2 separate regions of the Macaca mulatta genome follow, and region 2 is linked to region 1. The links are chromatin contacts, called in public Hi-C maps. All regions are on one chromosome and are shown on one strand. Each heading gives the region's core, a stretch centred on a gene start, on an enhancer-like site or on the middle of the called end of the contact. The rest is flanking DNA. Distances are from core to core; before and after follow the strand shown. Region 1 holds the start of GADD45B (growth arrest and DNA damage inducible beta). Region 2 overlaps THOP1 (thimet oligopeptidase 1).

What was found. Hi-C and Micro-C count contacts between places; a contact is called where the count stands out from the background.
Region 2: a contact with region 1 is called in a Hi-C map of liver, with 4 times the contacts expected there. The contact joins the enhancer-like site here to the promoter of GADD45B in region 1. A contact is called at or near these places in 2 of 14 Hi-C or Micro-C datasets (CD4 T cells and liver).

The regions. Positions count from the first base shown.
Region 1 is chr19:3,218,563-3,221,362 of T2T-MMU8v2.0, forward strand. GADD45B (growth arrest and DNA damage inducible beta) reads left to right here and starts at 1,391. Exons shown (of 4, transcript NM_001260874.1): 1 at 1,391-1,593; 2 at 1,720-1,821; 3 at 2,221-2,443; 4 at 2,683-2,800. The coding sequence starts at 1,550. The coding sequence ends at 2,796.
Region 2 is chr19:3,393,438-3,396,437 of T2T-MMU8v2.0, forward strand. The region is part of intron 1 of THOP1 (thimet oligopeptidase 1); the gene reads left to right. It also overlaps a transcript of GNG7 not described here. Among named protein-coding and RNA genes, the nearest start is that of DIRAS1, 96 kb to the right of the region's middle. Within about 2 kb of position 1,299, at least 8 of the 40 cell types and tissues checked have an H3K27ac peak or open chromatin away from gene starts, as enhancers often do. A contact at or near this core is called in liver, where this site is marked.

The DNA of each region.
Region 1 (2,800 bases), core at 141-2,640:
GGGAGCCGGGGAACCGGGGAAACCGAGCCGCAGGGCCGAGGCCAGACCCCAGGCTGGCGGGGGAGGGGACTCAGATGTGAGTCACCCGGGAGCCCCCAGTCGACCGTGGGAGACGTTGTCATGCGGGGCCTGCCCGCTTCGTTCCTAAGCAGCCTTCCTGGGGCGGCGGAGTCCTGCAGGCGGCCGTGCCTGGCGCACAGGCGTGGCTCCAACACGAACTAGCCTGTGGCCTCACCAAGCCTCAGTTTACCCTTTTGCATAATGCACATAAGCATCTCCCCTGCTTCTCAGGTCTTGGATTAAATCATCCATGAATCGGGAGGGGTGGAGGGTGCCAGATCCGCACCACGCTCAGTGCAGGTCAGCGCCCACCCCGGAGTGAGAAATAAAGGTGGCCGTCATCCTTGCACGTGGGCCTGGGGTGGCGGCGTGCAGCCGCAGCCTGCACCATTCCCCCCAACAATGGCTTTCTCCTCGGCCTGGAGGCCTCCGCACGCGCAAAGCCTGGAACGCCAGGCAGCTGGCGGGGGCGGGGCCACGCCACCTGCACCTCCCACGCGCGCCCCACCCTGAAACTCGCGGGGTCGGCGAGGGGGCGCCCGCTTTCTTCTCCAGAGTGCCCCGGGCTTTGCAACCTCCCACTTTCGGGGCCCTGGAGGAGGCCTCCCGCGACCACCAGGTGACAGATGATGTGTATTGAGCGCTTACTGTCAGCCGTATTTTATGTCATGCTCTGCAAACCAGCGAGGCCGGCGCTGCAGCCCCATTACTCAGACAGGAATATAGAGGCCGGGAAAAGCGAAATCACCCAGGGGCTGGGGTCGCCGCAGCCAGGAGAGACTCCGGTCATCACCACCACCTGGGCGAGATCAGGCTGCAAACGGGGCCCCTTCCCGGTGCAGCCCCTCCACCCCCAGCAGAACTTGGGAAAGGAGCAGTCCGGGACTCTCCGCGCATCGGGAGGGGATTCCAGGCCCCCCCCGGCGAAAGTCCGGGCCGCCTCGCGCGCTGGAAATCCCGCGCGCGCCCCGAACCGCGGCTCGGCTGCCGGGAAATCAGGAGAAAAAAACTTCTGCTTTTTTTTTTCTTTTCTGGCATTCGCGGTCACCTACCCGGCCCCCGCGCGCCCTCCTCCCGGTTCTCGCCCCCACGTGGGGCGCCCCCACACGGCGCTCCGCCCCCTCCCCGCCGTCGGCCAACCGCAGAGCTGTCTGCACTCTCCGTTGTCCTTCCACCAATAGGAGGGGTGAATGACTCCACTGAGGCCACGCCCCAGCCGTCAAGTCTATAAAAGTCGGTGCCGGAGGCTCCCGGCTCAGATCGCCGAGGCTTCGGACTACGGTTGGTTTCTGCAACTTCCCGGATTATTTTCGCCAAGGACTTTGCAACATTTTTTTCCGCCTTTTCTGGAAGGATTTCGCTGCTTCCCGAAGGTCTTGGACGAGCGCTCCAGCTCCGTGGGAAGGTTTTGGGCTTTCTGGCGCGGATTTTGCAATTTCTCCCTGGGGACTGTCGTGGAGCCGCGTCCACTGTGGATTATAATTGCAACATGACGCTGGAAGAGCTCGTGGCGTGCGACAACGCGGCGCAGAAGTAAGTAGCCGGGGCCGCCGCCGTCTGAGGTCGGCCGGGACGGGATGGGTCGGGTTGGGCCGGGCCGGGAGCGGAATGTAGCACCCGGTGGTCCGCCCGTCACTGATCCCTCTCTCCTGGCCTCAGGATGCAGACGGTGACCGCCGCGGTGGAGGAGCTGTTGGTGGCCGCTCAGCGCCAGGATCGCCTCACAGTGGGGGTGTACGAGTCGGCCAAGTTGATGAATGTGTGAGTCAGACCCCCTCCCCGGGCCGGGCGCGGGTGGGACCGGACCTCCCCTCCGCTCTGGACGCTTTCCACACGCTTGTCTCGCATGGGGCTGGGACTTCCCCAAGTGCCACCCGCTGTGGATGCAGAGCTCCTCTGCTGTTTTGTGGATTGGGGGCTGCCGTATCCTGATGCATCGTCTGCAAGCGCCCCTCCCGCTGTGGGCCTGTCTCCCCACACCCCACACTTTGAACCGTGTGCCTTCCCCGCCCCCCACCGTCACCAGCTTGCAGAGGCAATCCCCTGCACCCCTGCAGTTTCTCTTTTGCTCTTGCACGCTCCTTTTTTTGCAAACTCCCCCTGCACGGTGGCCTCTCCCCTGTTCCCGGCTGACCCACCCCTTCCCTTTGGCCCCCTCAGGGACCCAGACAGCGTGGTCCTCTGCCTCTTGGCCATTGACGAGGAGGAGGAGGATGACATCGCCCTGCAAATCCACTTCACGCTCATCCAGTCCTTCTGCTGCGACAACGACATTAACATCATGCGGGTGTCGGGCATGCAGCGCCTGGCACAGCTCCTGGGAGAGCCGGCCGAGACCCAGGGCACCACTGAGGCCCGAGACCTGCATTGTCTCCTGGTCACGGTGAGTTGGGCCTCTGCCCTGACCTGCCACGCCCGGGCACCTGGGCTGGTGTTTGTCAACAAAGTCGGGCTGACTGGTCCTGCACAGCTCAGCGTTCAACCATGCTTGGCATGTCCCGTGGGCAGCCGGGCTGGGGCCTCCTCACCCAGGGAGCTATTTTGAGCCTGCCTGTTTTCCCCACACATGGGGCCTTGGGAGAGGGAGGCTCCCACTAAACCCCTTCTTTTCCCCTCCCACAGAACCCTCACACCGACGCCTGGAAGAGCCACGGCTTGGTGGAGGTAGCCAGCTACTGCGAAGAAAGCCGGGGCAACAACCAGTGGGTGCCCTACATCTCTCTTCAGGAACGCTGAGGCC
Region 2 (3,000 bases), core at 49-2,548, 170 kb after region 1:
TGGGGCATCTCTCACCCTCTTTGTGCCTCAGTTTCCTAATCTGTCACACAGGGAGGTTGGACCCAAACCAATTGATTGTCATGGGTGGAGCCAGAACCCGCTGTGGCTCCCTCCTGTCCTCAGGATAAAATGCAGCTTCTGCCGTGTGGCCTCCTCGCTCCCTCTCCCTCACCTTTTCAAGGTCCTGGAACCGTCTCTGCACCTGTATCTCCCACCCCACCTGTCACCTTCAGGGCACTAGCAACACTCAACTCATGTCACTTCCTCCAGGAAGCCCTCCCTGAATTCCCGAACGAAGCTCCTGGTGTGGGCACCTGCTTTCACTCTTGGGCGGTGTTGTCTTCATCGGTTCACTCAATCAGGGTCTCAACTGGGGCAATTCTGTCCCCTCAAGGGACACTGGGCGGTGTCTGGGGACATCTGTAATTGTCATGATGGAGGGGTGCTCCTGGCATGGAGTGGATGGAGGCCAGGGACACTGCTCAGCACCCTGCATTGCCCAGGACGGCCTCACCCCAGAGAGCAGTCCAGTGTCAGTGTCCACAGTGCCCGGGGGAGAGACCTGCTTTAATTATTTGGGAATAAACCGAGTCTCCTCCCTGTTCACCCCAGACACTGGAATAAACTTCAGTGGGAGCCGACGGCATAAACCAGGGGGCCCCAGCTCCTGGGACTCACCTCCTCTCTCCCTCCCCACTCAGGGTGTGGATTTCAATGTGTGCAGCCTCCTGGGACCTCCGCAGGGCAGAGGATCATGGGACGCAGAATCTCTTGGGGGTCTGCGGAATCTTCTATCCCAGAGGGTCTCAACCCAGGTGATTCTGTCCCAGGGGAAGCTGGGTGGTGTCTGGGGATATCTGTGGTTGTCACGACTGGGGGTGCTCCTGGCATGGAGTGGGTGGAGGCCAGGGACGCTGTCAGCACCCTGCAGTGCCCAGGATGACCCACCCCAGAGAACGATCGGCCTCACATGTTCATGGCGGTAAGGGGGTGAGCCCACCCCCAGCATGGCTCCAGGGGCACCCAGAGTGGGGCCCCAGCCCCACGGCCTCCTCTCCTCCCACTTCCTCCGGGCGCCTGTCCTCTGCACCTGCGTCCTCCGGCTCTGGCTCCCTTCAAAGCTAGTCACAGCTGGCAGCCCACATGCCGTAAACACCCACCCAGACATGCCAGCCAGACCTGGCTTTCTGTCACTCCCGGCTGATTCTGAATTCCCAGTCTCACATGGGCCAGAGGGTGACTGGCTCGAGACTTGCCTCTCATTACGAGCAAAGCTCTGATTCAACCGGAATATTAGTCAGGGAACAGCATGTCACATTCCAGGAGGCTGATCAGCTCCGACCTCAGTGCCAGCAGCTGACTCAGCCCAGAGAGCTGCATGTGCTAACTACTCCTTCTGAGCCTCACAGTTATGTTCTCGAGATGTCACTCAGTGTCACATGGTGTCACTGGTCCTGGTCGCAGACACAGACTCACCTGTGTGCAGGGAGTCAGGTGAGGACCGGTCCCAGCACCTTCATTCTTTGTTTCTTTCACTCACTCAGTAAACATCTGGTGAAGGCTTGGACCAGATCCCTGATCTTAATGAAGGAGGTGACGGTCTGGCCCGGGTGACAGGCACAGTTGATGTGATGATCACAACACAGTTGCCACGTGGCCCTGGGCACGTTAGCCCCTCTCCGCTACTGTTTTCTCCTCTGTGAAATGGAGATAATGATCTCAACTTCAACATGGCAAGTGTATGAGTCAGCTACTGCTGCGTAACAAACAACAGCAACAACAAAAACACCATTTGCCATCTCATAATTTCTGTGTGTCAAGAGTCTGGTTTAACTGGGTCCTCTGCTCAGACTGTTATAAGCCTGAAATCAAGGTATGGGCTGGGCTGAGTTATCATTTGGAACTTGGGGTCCTCTCCCGAGCTTGTTTGGTCATCGGCAGAATCCATTTCCTTGCAGCACTAGGAATGAGGTCACTGTTTTCCTACCGGCTTTTGGATGGGGGTGCTCTGAGCCCCAAGGGGCTACTCTCAGGTCTCTGCCACATGGACCCTCCAGTGGCAGCTCATGACATGGCTGTTTGCTTTCTTTAAGGCAAGCACCCCCTTCCCTTTCTCTCTTTCTTCCAAGTGTGGTTTATATATACATATATATAACATAAGACTGATCATCTTAATCACGTTTACGTGTACGATTCAGTGATGTTAAGTATATTCACACTGCTGTGCAATGGCTCTCCAGAACCTTCCATCTTGTACAACCAAGACACTGTATGCACTCAACAACAGCGCCCCTCTTCCCTCCCCCAACCCTTAGCACCCACCATTCTCCTTTCTGTCTCTGTGAATTTGACAACTTGGGATGTGCTTCTGCTCTCATTTATGGGCTCACCTGATGAGGCCAGGCCCACCCAGGATGTCTCCTTTTTGATGAGCTCAAGTCAACCGACTAGGAGTCTTCATCGCATTTGCAAAATCCCTTTACCAAACACATGACCTATCTGCATTAACCGAACCACTGGAGTGACACCCCATCGTACTCGCAGGTCCAACCCATCCTCAAGTGCAGGGGATTAGATGAGACGTGGGCAGTAGTGGGTGGGGATCTTGGGCGCCATCTTGGAATTCTGCCTACGACTGTAGCTGTAAAAGACACGGTGGCCATTGCTATTTAGGTGCCGTTAGTAGGAAACACACACAAAGTGGCCCCCAAGGAGCACATACTATGCATCAGGCTCTGCACAAGGCATAGAGAAAACAGCAAAGAACTTTGGGGAAAGTTGAAGACTTGAGGTGAACAACTGGATATCTTACTAGGTCTTTCTGGATATCTTAGTAGCTTGAGCAAATGGATAGGGGATATTGGGGGATGGGTTATCTCCCTTGGAAAGAACTCCAAATGTCCCTTTCAATAACTTTCCACCCTAACAGTCATCTCTTCCTTCCAGAAATTCTCAGGAGGCAGCACTTAGTGGCTCTTCTGCAGATGCCAGGATGGTGAC